2 separate regions of the Mus musculus genome follow, and region 2 is linked to region 1. A link is a contact called in public HiChIP or PLAC-seq data. All regions are on one chromosome and are shown on one strand. Each heading gives the region's core, a stretch centred on a gene start, on an enhancer-like site or on the middle of the called end of the contact. The rest is flanking DNA. Distances are from core to core; before and after follow the strand shown.

Region 1 (5,969 bases), core at 2,069-4,568:
GGTGGCCAGGACTTGAAAACAGCTGCTCACAGCCACAGTCAAGAGAGGAGAGAATAACTGCCAATGATCTGCTGGCTTTCTCCTTGCCCCTCAGTCTGGGACCCAGCCCTCAAATACAGTGTGGATCACATTTTGGGTGAGTATTCCCACTTCAATTAAATCCATTAAGAAAATTCCTCCCGGGGCTGGAGAGATGGTTCAGCAGTTCCTCGCAGGTGTACCCATGAGACAACCTAATCCAGACAATTTCTCGCCAAGGATTTTCTAGTGATTCTTGACTGTGTCAAGCTAACCACACACTCCTTCATTCTCTGCTTATAAGGACAGATCTCACTCAGTTTTGACGGGCGTCTTTCATGTTACAGAACACCCAGCCGTCTTCCACACCATCAGCAGGTGTTTATAGTAGTCATATAATCAGTCTCCAGCTATTTTTGAGGTTACGGTGAGACAGGGAGATGGTCTCCTGGGGTTTGAAAGTGTCTCCAGGGAAAGAGTGGGGAGAAAGGATAGACATCAAGGTTAAGTGATTGACCCAAGACCACTTTGCAGACCTGTAATGTCGGGCTTTGGTGGAATAAGTTAGGGAAAGAGGCAACACTGGCAATGGCCTAGTTTGTCCATTTCATCTGACATCTGAAGATAGTCAATGTGGGAGGAGCCTCGTGTTCCAGATCTTGGAGACCAACTCTATCCCAGAACCTAGGATGCTTAATTCTTCTCTGTTCAGAGTTCCCAGGTTCTTAGACCAAACCCTGTGTCTTAGTTAGGGTTTCTATTCCTGCACAAACATCATGACAAAGAAGCAACTGTCCAATGTCTGGAATCCAACTCATGATCTTCTGGGCTCTTCCAAGGGCTTGGGTCACTTCTCCAGCCACACCCTTTGTAGCACACAGCTTGTCTTCTAGGCTCCAGCTGCCTGTACTCCACTGCTGCTGCTCTTGGTGGTCATCTCATGGTACTGGCATCTCCAAAACACTGCATGACCTCTTCAATCCTGGGCCATCAATTGCAATTGAGGCTGCACCTTTACCAATGGCCTTCCATGGCCTCTCACAGTGCCGAGCCTCAGATGCTCTTCGTGACCCCTTCATGACTTCAAAACCAGTAACACCTGGGTGACCCTTGCACATTACCAAGTCCCGATGCAGCAGGAGTACAACCTTGGCTATCTCTGGAACACAGCCTCTTTGTGCTTCAGAAAACACTTCCCAGAAGATGTTACCTCAACGATGCTGGTCTCTTCTTAATCACCGCTAATTTCTTAGCTCCAGCTAACCAGCATCAATAGTCCCAGTAATGCAAAATTTTTGCTTTAGTAGTTTTGGTATCTTGTTAATCACAGCTGATTCTTCAGCCCCAGCTAACCAGAGCTACAGAATCTTCACAATCAAAACAGCAATGGCCCTGAAAAGAGTCTTTAATTTTCCCTCTGAAATTTCACAAGCCATACCTCCATCTTCTGCACTGTTCTCAACATTCTCTTCCAAGCTCCTACACAACATCTGACAGGGATCGAATGGGTCTTCAAGCCCAAAGTTCCAAAGTCCTTCCACAGTCCTCCCCCAAACATGCTCAGGTTGTCACAGGAAAACCCCACTCCTGGTACCAATTTGTCTTAGTCAGGGTTTCAATTCCTGCACAAACATCACGACCAAGAAGCAAGTTGGGGAGGAAAGGGTTTATTTAGCTTACACTTCCATACTGCTGTTCATCACCTAAGGAAGTCAGGACTGGAACTCAAGCAGGTCAGAAAACAGGAGCTGATGCAGAAGCCATGGAGGGATGTTCTTTACTGGTGTGCCTCCCCTGGCTTGCTCAGCCTGCTCTCTTATAGAACCAAGACTACCAGTCCAAAGATGGTCCCACCCACAAGGGGCCTTTCCCCCTTGATCACTAATTGAGAAAATGCCTTACAGTTGTATCTCATGGAGCCATTTCCTCAACTGAAGCTCCTTTCTCTGTGATAACTCCAGCTGTGTCAAGTTGATACAAAACTAGCCAGTACACTCTGCCTCTGGACCTTAGGAGACTGAAAACTGTAGGGAAATTCCACTCACCATGCTTATGCAGAGGCAAAAAGAGGAGAGCTTTGAGGGAAGATAGAGCCAAAAATCATTTAGACAAGAAAAGTGAATGAAAAATAAAATAAAGGAAGAGCATGACCACACCTAAGTATGGAGGAGGAGGTAGTTTATTGTATATATATAAAAGGGAGTGAGAGCATAGCCAGAGGCTACCCCTGGAGAATCCACAGAGAACAAGAGCTTGAGCCAAGCTCTGTGAGGGAAAGGGAGAGGGCAGAGGCAGGAGAGTGAAGGGTAGACAAAAGGCGGGGTAACCAAAATGGCTGGATTATATAGGGAAGGACAGCTTAATTCTTGGTTTGCAGGTGTGAAGGGCACCTTACTCAGTGGACTGGGTTTGCCAGCCATACCTTGTAACAGGTAGGGACTGAGGAATGCTGGGAGAACCTGGTGATCAGGGTCCACTTTGATATGTTAAATAGGCACCTCAGTTAGCCCAAATTTGAGACCTAACAAAAGGCGCACTGCAATGATCACATCATTTTTCAGAATTCAAAGCAACTGTAAAGAAAGGATAAACTGGTCGGGGGTCCAACAGGAATCAAAGGATGGAAGGATTCATCTCTGATTGTTGGCAAAAGGGTTAGAAAGGGTCCCAGCTGATATTCCCAATAGGAGCCCTGTGTCAACGTCAGGCAGGTGGCTTAATGTAGGCCTTCAAGGTAAGTGGTGTGTGTGTGTGTGTGTGTGTGTGTGTGTGTGTGTGTGTGTGTGTATGTGTGCTGTTGTTGTTTGAGACTGGGTCTCTCATACAACCCACACTTGTTTCAAATTCACTATTCAGCCAAGGAAGGCCTAGAACCCTGTATCTGCTCTATGTCCCAAGTGCTGGAATATAAATATGTGTTTGCTACCACTCTTGGAAGTATCCCCCTTTTTTTCTTTTTAAAGTGGAGGTAGAATCCTAGAGATCTTCAACAGCTTAATCACAGTCACAGAGCTCTGGTGGCCGCTGCTGGGGGACTGGGCCCATCACCCCACAGCACTGTTTGAAGTTTCTCTCAAAGCTGCTCACTTGGAAGTACGCAGGGAGCAGAAGACATTTATGTGCTGGCTTATTTCTGCTGTGGTCAAGGATTAGCCCATGGCATGCTTCTCCCACCCCCACCCCCTGCACTCCTGAGTTGTCCTTGTTCCAGCTGATGCTTCCTGGTCACCTGAGTCTCATGGCCGGATGGGAGAGAATGTGGTGTAAATGTGAGCCTGTCAGATTTACAATGCAACTGCGTTCCAACTGTGGGCTAGACGGAGAGGCAGGGTGGGGTAGAGTGCCAGTTGTAAACAAGAGGTGCTGCGCATGGTTAGATGAGAATGTTCATTTGACCGATTACAAACAGTCTATGAGGTTTCTTTTCTTTTTAAAGACCTTTCTGATCCATGATGCCTCCTCCATGGTACAGTCTTTCCATTGGGGCTTAGAGACTAGGTTGTTCTGCGTTGTCGGGATTCAGAAACTAGCACTCTCTAGTACTCGGAGAGAGCCGCCTGGGGGGGGGGTCCCCTCCCCCACCTACTTTGCTCTTTTTCTCCAGTAGCTCAGGAAGGGAGTGTCTCTAAAGTTCCCTTGTCTACCCAAAGACAAAACTTGCCAAAGAGGAACGTTAACTGTCCTTAATCTTCTTACTGAAATCCCAGTAGCCAGGGAGGCTTAAAGCTGGAGGGGAAGAGACTGAAAATTAAACACCCCGCAGAACCCAGAGGAACTTTGCCCTAAGTCCTGTGCTCGTTTCTTTCTCTACACCCACAGACTCCCCCTCCTCTTCCCTGAAGAAGATGTCTCAATCCCATCCCTTTACATCTAAAGTTTGAAGAGCTCCACGAACATATGGATATTAACATACTTTTCTCTGGTCAAAATACTGTCAATTTATCACAAATGTGACCCTTCGGAGGGAAGGTCTGAGCTATGCACTGGAGCAAAACCACCTCCCCCATTTGGGACCAAATTTGAAAGACGCTTTATTAAATATTAAATACTGACCAAGAGATGGACTTTGATCAGGACCACTCCCCGGAATTTCCCTGCTGAGTGGCTCTGAGACACGTGTTGTGTTTTGGGGGTGGGGGTAGGAGGTGTTAATAAAGACAAGCCTATAGGCCATCTTACTTTCCCATGAGGTATTGTTATTTCCCAAGAACCACAACTCCCAGCATTCCAGGAAGTTATCTGGTCTGCGGGGGTCAGGTGGGGCTTCAAGGTTAATTTAGGGCATTTCACTCCTTCACATGCCTACCCTTTCTAGACAAACACAGTGGCATAGTCTTTCTAATTTGAACTGTGTTTAACCCAGTGCAAAGCACAGCCCTTAGATGTTGACACAGTAGCTATCTGTTACAAAAACAGACATTAGTTGTAAAAAAATGCACTTGTCAAAACTTTTTTAATTAAAAGACTTAAGTACTTTAAATTTCAGGTCAAGTTTGGTTTTTGTAGGAGCTCAACAATATAGATAGAAGGGATTAAAGGAGTTGATGGGCCTTCGGAAGAAGGACTGTAAGACGTTTGAAGGACTTGCGTTCCTTCTAGGCCTTCGCTAAAGAACACCCTGAGGTTTGTATCCAGGAGGCTGGGCAGAATTGGTTTTGTTTGAGCCTAATTGGAAAGGAAATGTCAGAGACAAAGACCTAAGAGTAGTTTCAGCGGCTGTATTCCACAGCAGTCTACTGAGACAGATTCAGTGTGCTGTTGTTAGTGGACACCGACATAAATGAAATGCAAAGGAATGGTTCCACTGAATAGCTGGAGACAGTGCAGGCAGATGAGGGAGGTGGGTTTGCCCTAGAGCTCCCTGCCAGTGAGGTAGGGGTCAAAGCACATCTGTCCTGCCAGGCACCTTCCTTCACCAAATACTCTTCAGACTGGTCCCAGATAGAGCTTTCTTAACCGCATCATAAATCCTCTGTAGAGGCGCGCGCGCGTGTGTGTGTGTGTGTGTGTGTGTGTGTGTGTGTGTGTGTGTGTGTGTGTGCGTGCGTGTGAAGCCAGCTCAGAACAGACAGCTGTTCTCAGATCTGTGGTTTGGATAGAAGCTCATAATTTCCTCCCCGCTGCCCTGTAGTACTGAAATTCATTAGCTTAGAGCTCAGATGGAGATGAAGTGAAACCTAGGCTCTCTTCTCCTCCTTCCAGCACATGCTCTTGACCAGAATCTCACATCTCTGAGTCCCAGGGCTTTTCTTTTGCTCCTCAGGTCTTTCTCCCGCAGAGCAGGGAGTAAAAGCTGTGTTAGTGATTCAGAGCTTGAAATATGTCCCAGGTTCTGAATCGGCTATGTGTGCACACAGAAGCCTCTGGGGGACCTCCCTAGTCTTTGCTGAGGGCCCTGGTGAGCCTGGGAGGCCTCTTGTCTCTGCCCTGCCTCCCACTCTGCTGGCCCAGTGCTGGGGTTATGGGAATGCATGGTTTTGCTTGGCTTTGTACATAGATGCCGGGGATTTGAACTCAGGTCTTCATGCTTGTACATGAGTACTTAAAAAATATTTATTGATTTATTTGAATGTACATGTATGCTTTTGTGAGCTTATGTACATCACATGTGTACAAAAGCCAGAGGGCATTGGGTCCCCAGGAACTGGAGTTACAGGAAACTAATGAGCCATTCGGAGGGGATGCTGGAAACCAAATCTAAATCCTCTGCAAGGGCAGCACGTGATTTTAACTTCTGCGCTTCTCTCCAGACACTTTGGTACTTTACAAACATTACATTTTAATGATATTGGTGTGCATTTGCGCACATGGTTTATGTATGTGAGTGCATACACCCTGGCATACATACAGCAGTCAGAGGTCAGTCCTGTGGAATAGTTTCTCTCCCTCCATTTTTATGTGCACCCTGGAGATTGAACTCAGGTCTCTAGGCAGGTACCCTCTCTGCCAAA
Region 2 (6,363 bases), core at 78-2,577, 240 kb after region 1:
AACACAACACAAAAACAAAGCAAACAGGTGGAACTTTAACGTGGGAAGGAGTATGATACTGTCTGAATACTTGGTTATGAGACCATTTAAAATAAAAATTATGAAAAACAAGTTTCAATCTTTGTACCTGATGCTTTTCCCTTTTTATCACTGAAATATACTCTTCTCCCAAGCTCACTAGTTCTCTCCTCAAAGTTATCCTTGGAGGGAGTTTTGGGAGCTCTGACTTTGCAGGTCCTATATCAGACGCCAAAAAGCAAGGCTAAGACCTTTGAACTCTCCCTGTTTTGTCCAGCAGTTTGGTTTACAAGGACGGTTCATGGTTCATCCTGCATGAAAGTGAGGCCTAAGAGGGCGGGTCTCACACTAGGGAGGAGGTTGGAGCAGCCTCTGACGCCATGGAAACGTAAGCAGATGAAAGAGACTGTGTAACCTTTAAGCTTTTTTTGATAATTTGCTAATAAACGTATTTTTCAAAATAATACATGAATTTGTTGAATCATGAACTTTGGGAAATACACATCATCTTATATGTGAAAGATGGCCAGGAAGGAATGCAAATGTAAAGTTTCTAAATTTTTATGGTCTAATTTTAATTTAAAGTCAAAGATGTCACAAAGATATTATTTCATTTTGCCCCAAATATCTTACTACACCATAGGTCCTGATAAAGTAATTTCTATCACACACCACACACACACACACACACACACACATACACACTGCAGAGAGAGAGAGAGACAGAGAGAGAGAGAGAGAGAGAGAGAGAGAGAGAGAGAGAGAGAGAGAGAGAGAGAGAGAGAAACAAGTGCTTATGGCCAGCAGCCTTGTTTTCTACCACTTGAGTGGCTCCCGGCATTCTAATGATTGGAACAGGAAAGACAGTTGCCAAAGCTATTCTGAAACGCCTTACCTGGTGTTCCAAAGACATCTGTGGACTCATGCAGATTCTTTCTCTCAGGAATGTAAACTAATATATGCACAGAGAAGGAATCCAAGAATCATTATTAGGATAAAGGCTCAGCATCAAATCATGCCACACAGGGACTGGATTTCCAGTAAGCTCTGCAAAAGTCAGAGAGAAGAAGTCAGGGAGCCAACAGAGGAAGCACACACCTATGGAAGGTGGCGAAAAGAAGCAACAGCTTAGGCACAAGTCCTGTAGGAGAGACAGGCAGCCTACCAAGCAGACTCAGGTCTTACAATCCACGTAGAGGCTCCAGCTGAAACTCCCTTTCCTGGAAGTATCACTAATGAAGTTCTCTGTCTCTTGTTATGCAAAGCAACCTAACTTAAATGTCTTGTCCAGGGTTCACATAAAAGGGCTCAGGGCTGCCAACTTCCACTAGGCAATAGGATTTGATAATTTGACATTCAGAATACTGACATTGCTCCATCCAATAATGAAATTGAGAAAATTTGGCAAAGCATTTGCATGTTGGCCTGCCTTCCTGGAACAAATTTGTCTCTCTCCCTCCCCCATACTAATGTAAGTAAAACTAGTAGTTGTACAATGGAAGCTAGGAACCCCAACAGAGGACTTCAGAGCTATTGAAAGCAGTGGGGGACGTGGGAGGGAGTGTACAGTCCTTGAACAAGCAAAAGGTGCCTTAGCAAGGATGTGACCTCTGTCCTCAGAGAATGGCATTGGAACAGCAGAGTTTTTTAGTAAGTCTGAAATAGCAGAGTTACCCTGGCAAAGAGGCTGCAAGTGATCTGCAGATAAAGATGAGACTTTGAGGAGACACAATTGCTCTTTCATGCTGAGTGCTATACATGCATGCATGTGTGCGTGTGTGTGTGCGTGTGTGTGTGTGTGTGTGTGTGTGTGTGTGTGTGTGTGTGTGTGTGTTGGTAAGCAGAAGTTGAACCTGTGGTAGCTGTCCTCTATCAGGAAAGAAACAGTGGTCATGTATGATAAAAGAGAGTGGTGGAATTTCGTCTAGCTTTTTAAGAGCATAAAGCTCTTACCGAAAGTCTCTCTCACTGTTTATGATTCTTCCCCATAGTACCTTGTGAACAGGCATATTCAGCCCTTCTGTGAATGTTGTCTCTTTAGGGCAGAGAGGCACCAAAGTTAAGGTCTTCCTGTTAGAAGTATATTGTGACTGAAACTGTTGGCATATAAAGGGATATCACATGACATTACTAATAGGTACAAAGTAAAAGTATAAAAAAATTAACTGTCTTAGTTACTTTCCCATTGTTGTGATAAAACACACTAACAAAAACAACTTAAATGAAACAGTTGATTTTTGCCAGAGGAATGAAGTCAGTCATGGTGAGGAAGACATGGCAGCAGGCAGCAATGTGGTCTCAGGAGCAGGAGGCTGGCTTGTCATAGTGTCTACACTCAGGAAGCAGATAGGGGGATGCCTGCTATTGCACAGCTCCAGGATCCTAGCCATGGAAAGTAGGCAGAATGTGTGGATCTTATCCAAATACACACACACACACACACACACACACACACACACACAAACACACACACCCCGACCGCCATACCCAGAGGCCGTTAGCTCCCAGATGATTCTAGATCCTGCCAAGGTGGCAACATTAACCATCACAGTAGTTAAGGGGTGACATGGCATCATTTTTAAATGCATGGATTCTGAACCCAAATGTTTTGCATCTAATGCCCACCTATGCCACTCACAAGCTCTCTAAGCCTCTTCATCTCTATCATGAGGGTGGGGATGATAGGCTCAATTTCATTCTTATTATGAACAGTAGGTATGGTGTCTGTGCAAAGTCTGTAAGTGATGCTTGCCACAGGATAAACACAGTTATTATTTGTGTCTGCTGCAGGTCAAGAGGGTAGGCAGGCTTGCAGAAGATATCTGGTCAGCCACAAGGCTAGGAGGAATCCAATTCTGTGTTGATACTGTTTAAATTGTGTGTGTGTGTGTGTGTGTGTGCGTGTGTGTGTGTGTGTGTATGTGTGTGTGTATTTTCCCCACAAATAACTGAGGTTTGCGTTTCTTGTGCTTCTGAAGGAAGTGTTAAGCCACTGGACTTCATCCTCCCTTACCTGTGCTGATCTAAAGAACAAAACCTGAAGCTTTCCTGAAGCTTTTCTGGTTCTCTTGCCTCTTTCCAATAGCATGTCTTTCCTTTCAGCTACATACACGAGAAAAACCACGTGCCACTCCCCAGGCAGTGTGTACCCTCTGTGCACCCAGAACCTCCTATTAAAACATGGACGCATGGAAGCCTGGCACAGAGACTCTCTGAGTCTTTGCATGTCAGATTTGCTCTCTCCTCACACATCTCCCAAATTGACCTCTCCTCTCCAGATGCAGGTTATTTATCTGTACTTCATTCCCTTTGGTGGCCTAACCTTTCTCTATACCTTCTGCTCCAACCACACCCTTCCCATCCATGTGTCTCTCATACAGCACTAACTAAACCACCTTCCACATCTGTTTATACTCCCAAACTCTCCCACTTTCTCTCCATTGGAATCACAGTCAGGCCATGGGGATTTTCCCCACAGTCGCATACAGACTTCTCTGAAGATTGCTCCCATACCAGCTGTGGTTGGACCAAATAACCTTGCCCCTCAATCCCAGCCTTTGCAACCAAGAGTGGTCTCCTGGCTCAAGCTAAGCTAATCAGAACCTCTCCTGCTAGAATTTTGAATGGGATTTGAGGGGGACCACGCAGCTTTTATTCATCACAGTGGCTAAAAGCATTGTCCTAATGAGGGTTCCTATTGCTGTGATAAACATCATGACCAAAGATGAAAGTGTTTATTTTAGCTTCAGACTCTCAGGTCCCACTCCATCACTCAAGTTGGGGCAGAAACACAAAGCAGGAACCTGGAGGCAGGAGCTGATGTAGAGGCCATGGAGGGGTGCTCCTTCCTGGCTTGCTCAGCCTTATTTCTTATAGCACCAAGAACCAATAGCCCATTGGGTCACACTGCCCACAGTAAGCTGGGCCCTCCCTCATCAATCATCAAGGAAGAAACTGCTATACAGTCGTGTCCACAAGCTAGTCTGGTGGAGGAATTTTCTCAATTGAGGTTTCCTCTTCCTACATGGCTCTAGCTTGTCTCATGACATAAAACTAGCCAGCATAGTCCTATAACTTAGGAACAACACTGTAGAACAGCTACCCTCAGAGAGGCAGCGACCACTTTATCATAGGCTATAGTCCTATCCTGGAGGAAGCCCAACTGAACTTCTTACCCTGTAAATAAGAAGATGGGATCGTTTGATTCATCTAAGATAACACAACTAACTTACAAAGTTAGCATATCAATATCTACTCCTGATGCTAAGAGTGTAGGCAGGGGTAGACTGCTTTCCTAGAATGTGGTAGGCCCTGAGGTCAGTCCTCAGGATGAGGAAAATAATTCTGAAGACATTATAAAAATAATAATCCACAAATTGTGCTGAGCTCATCTGGACATCTCATACGCTGGCATCATATGAAGTCACAGAGCTCCTCCCACCCCCCAACAAATAAAGTAAATACATGGGACTGGCTGTTGGCTGGGGCTCAATTCTTTCCTTTTCTGAGCCAGCCAGAACTTCTGCACACCACAGTGGAACCACTCCAAGAGGACAGGTCCCAGCACACAGGTATGTAAAAGCAGTTACCTGGTGGCATATGGCCATTGAGCACAGTCCATGGAGGTACTGTAACTAAGGAACTGCATTTAATATGTGCTTGATATGTACTTAATATGTATTTCATGTACATCTTATTCTCTTTTGTTTAAATAAAACGGAACAGAGGCTGCATATTTTTGAGAATATTTAAGCAGTCTTATTAATAAATCAGAGATTGTCAGAGTAAAACACAAGACAATATTATTATACTGCATATAATTTACATACTATTGCCCCAAAACACGTTTAAAGTAACTGGATAGAAATAGGTAAACTACATAAACAGTAGGCTTAGGAGAGTGGGTGAATATTTAAATATCAGATTAAAAAAACCTGAAAACTAAGTTCAGTATCCCTGATAACAGATTAAAATGTGAGGATTTCTAATAACGAAAAAGGATAATTCATCAGGAAGACAGGGAGGGTATAAATGTATGTGCTTAATAATAGAGCCTATGAAGAGACCTGTCAAAACTAAAGAAGGAACAGACAATTTGTAGTTAGAGTACACTCGCAGCAATTGAGAATAACTAGATAAAAATTAATTTAAAAAAGTTCAACACTGTAAGAGTCGTTTGACACTTATGGAACACTACACAAATGACTTCAGAATTCAATGGTTATCATTCTTTCCTAGTGCACAAGATACAAAACAGAGCACACTCCACTTCATATAACAACCAAGTGTTTGTACATCAACAAAGGGCCAAAATAATATACTTTCTCAAATTTCAAGCAAATTCAGTTAGATAAAAAGATATCCTCAATATGATATGGAGGAGCCCCTCCCCAAATTTTTAAAATAAAAATGATGAGCAATCCACGCACAGACAACGTCTCAGAGGAATTAGAAAATATTTTAAACCAAACAATAATAAAATACATCAGAGCCAACTGTCCTGGAGAGAGGAGGGGACAGCTTTAAACATTTGGGCTAGAAAAGTCAATGGCCTGAAGTTCTGTTCTGCAGTACTAGAAGAGAAAAGGAGACTCAAAGGAGATGCACAGGAAACAATCCAGGAGCCAAGGTAGATGGCTCGGTGGGTAAAGTCCTTGCTGCACAAGCATTAGGTTTGGATTTCCCAGTACTTGTGTGAAAAAACAGGCCTGGTGGCAATGCCTGTAATGTCAGCACTGGAGGCCGGATGGAGATGTGTGGATGGCTTCCCTTCCCTTCCCTTCCCTTCCCTTCCCTTCCCTTCCCTTCCCTTCCCTTCCCTTCCCTTCCCTTCCCTTCCCTTCCCTTCCCTTCCCTTCCCTTCCCTTCCCTTCCCTTCCCTTCCCTTTTCCTTTTCTTTCACTTTCCTTTTCTTTCACTTTCCTTTTTTCTTACCTCTTCTCTTTTCACTTATTTCCCTTTCCCTCTTTCTTGCTTCCTTCCTTCCTTCCTTCCTTCCTTCCTTCCTTCCTTCCTTCCTCCCTCCCTCCCTCCCTCCCTCCCTCCCTCTTTCTTTCTTTCTTTCTTTCTTTCTTTCTTTCTTTCTTTCTTTCTTTCTCTCCTTCCTTCTACCTTTCTTTCCTTTCTTTCCTTTCTTTCTTTCTTTCTTTCTTTCTTTCTTTCTTTCTTTCTTTCTTTCTTTCTTTCTTTCTCTCTTTCTTTCTTCCTTCCTCTCTCTTTCTCTCTCTCTTTCTTCCTTCCTTCCTTCCTCCCTCTCTCTCTTCCTTCCTTCCTTCCTTCCTTCCTTCCTTCCTTCCTTCCTTCCTTCCTTCTTCCTCCCTCCCTCCCTCCCCCTTCCTTCCTCCC

Evidence for each region. HiChIP or PLAC-seq counts read pairs in DNA pulled down with a chosen protein or histone mark.
Region 2: a contact with region 1 is called in an H3K27ac HiChIP or PLAC-seq map of embryonic stem cells, with 9 read pairs. The contact joins two enhancer-like sites. A contact is called at or near these places in 1 of 115 datasets of contacts at active chromatin or transcription factors (embryonic stem cells) and 1 of 9 other capture datasets (embryonic stem cells).

The regions. Positions count from the first base shown.
Region 1 is chr14:47,853,238-47,859,206 of GRCm38.p6, forward strand. No RefSeq gene overlaps it. Among named protein-coding and RNA genes, the nearest start is that of Gm35360, 42 kb to the left of the region's middle. Within about 2 kb of position 3,319, at least 10 of the 459 cell types and tissues checked have an H3K27ac peak or open chromatin away from gene starts, as enhancers often do. A contact at or near this core is called in embryonic stem cells, where this site is marked.
Region 2 is chr14:48,098,139-48,104,501 of GRCm38.p6, forward strand. No RefSeq gene overlaps it. Among named protein-coding and RNA genes, the nearest start is that of Peli2, 20 kb to the right of the region's middle. Within about 2 kb of position 1,328, at least 3 of the 459 cell types and tissues checked have an H3K27ac peak or open chromatin away from gene starts, as enhancers often do. A contact at or near this core is called in embryonic stem cells, where this site is marked.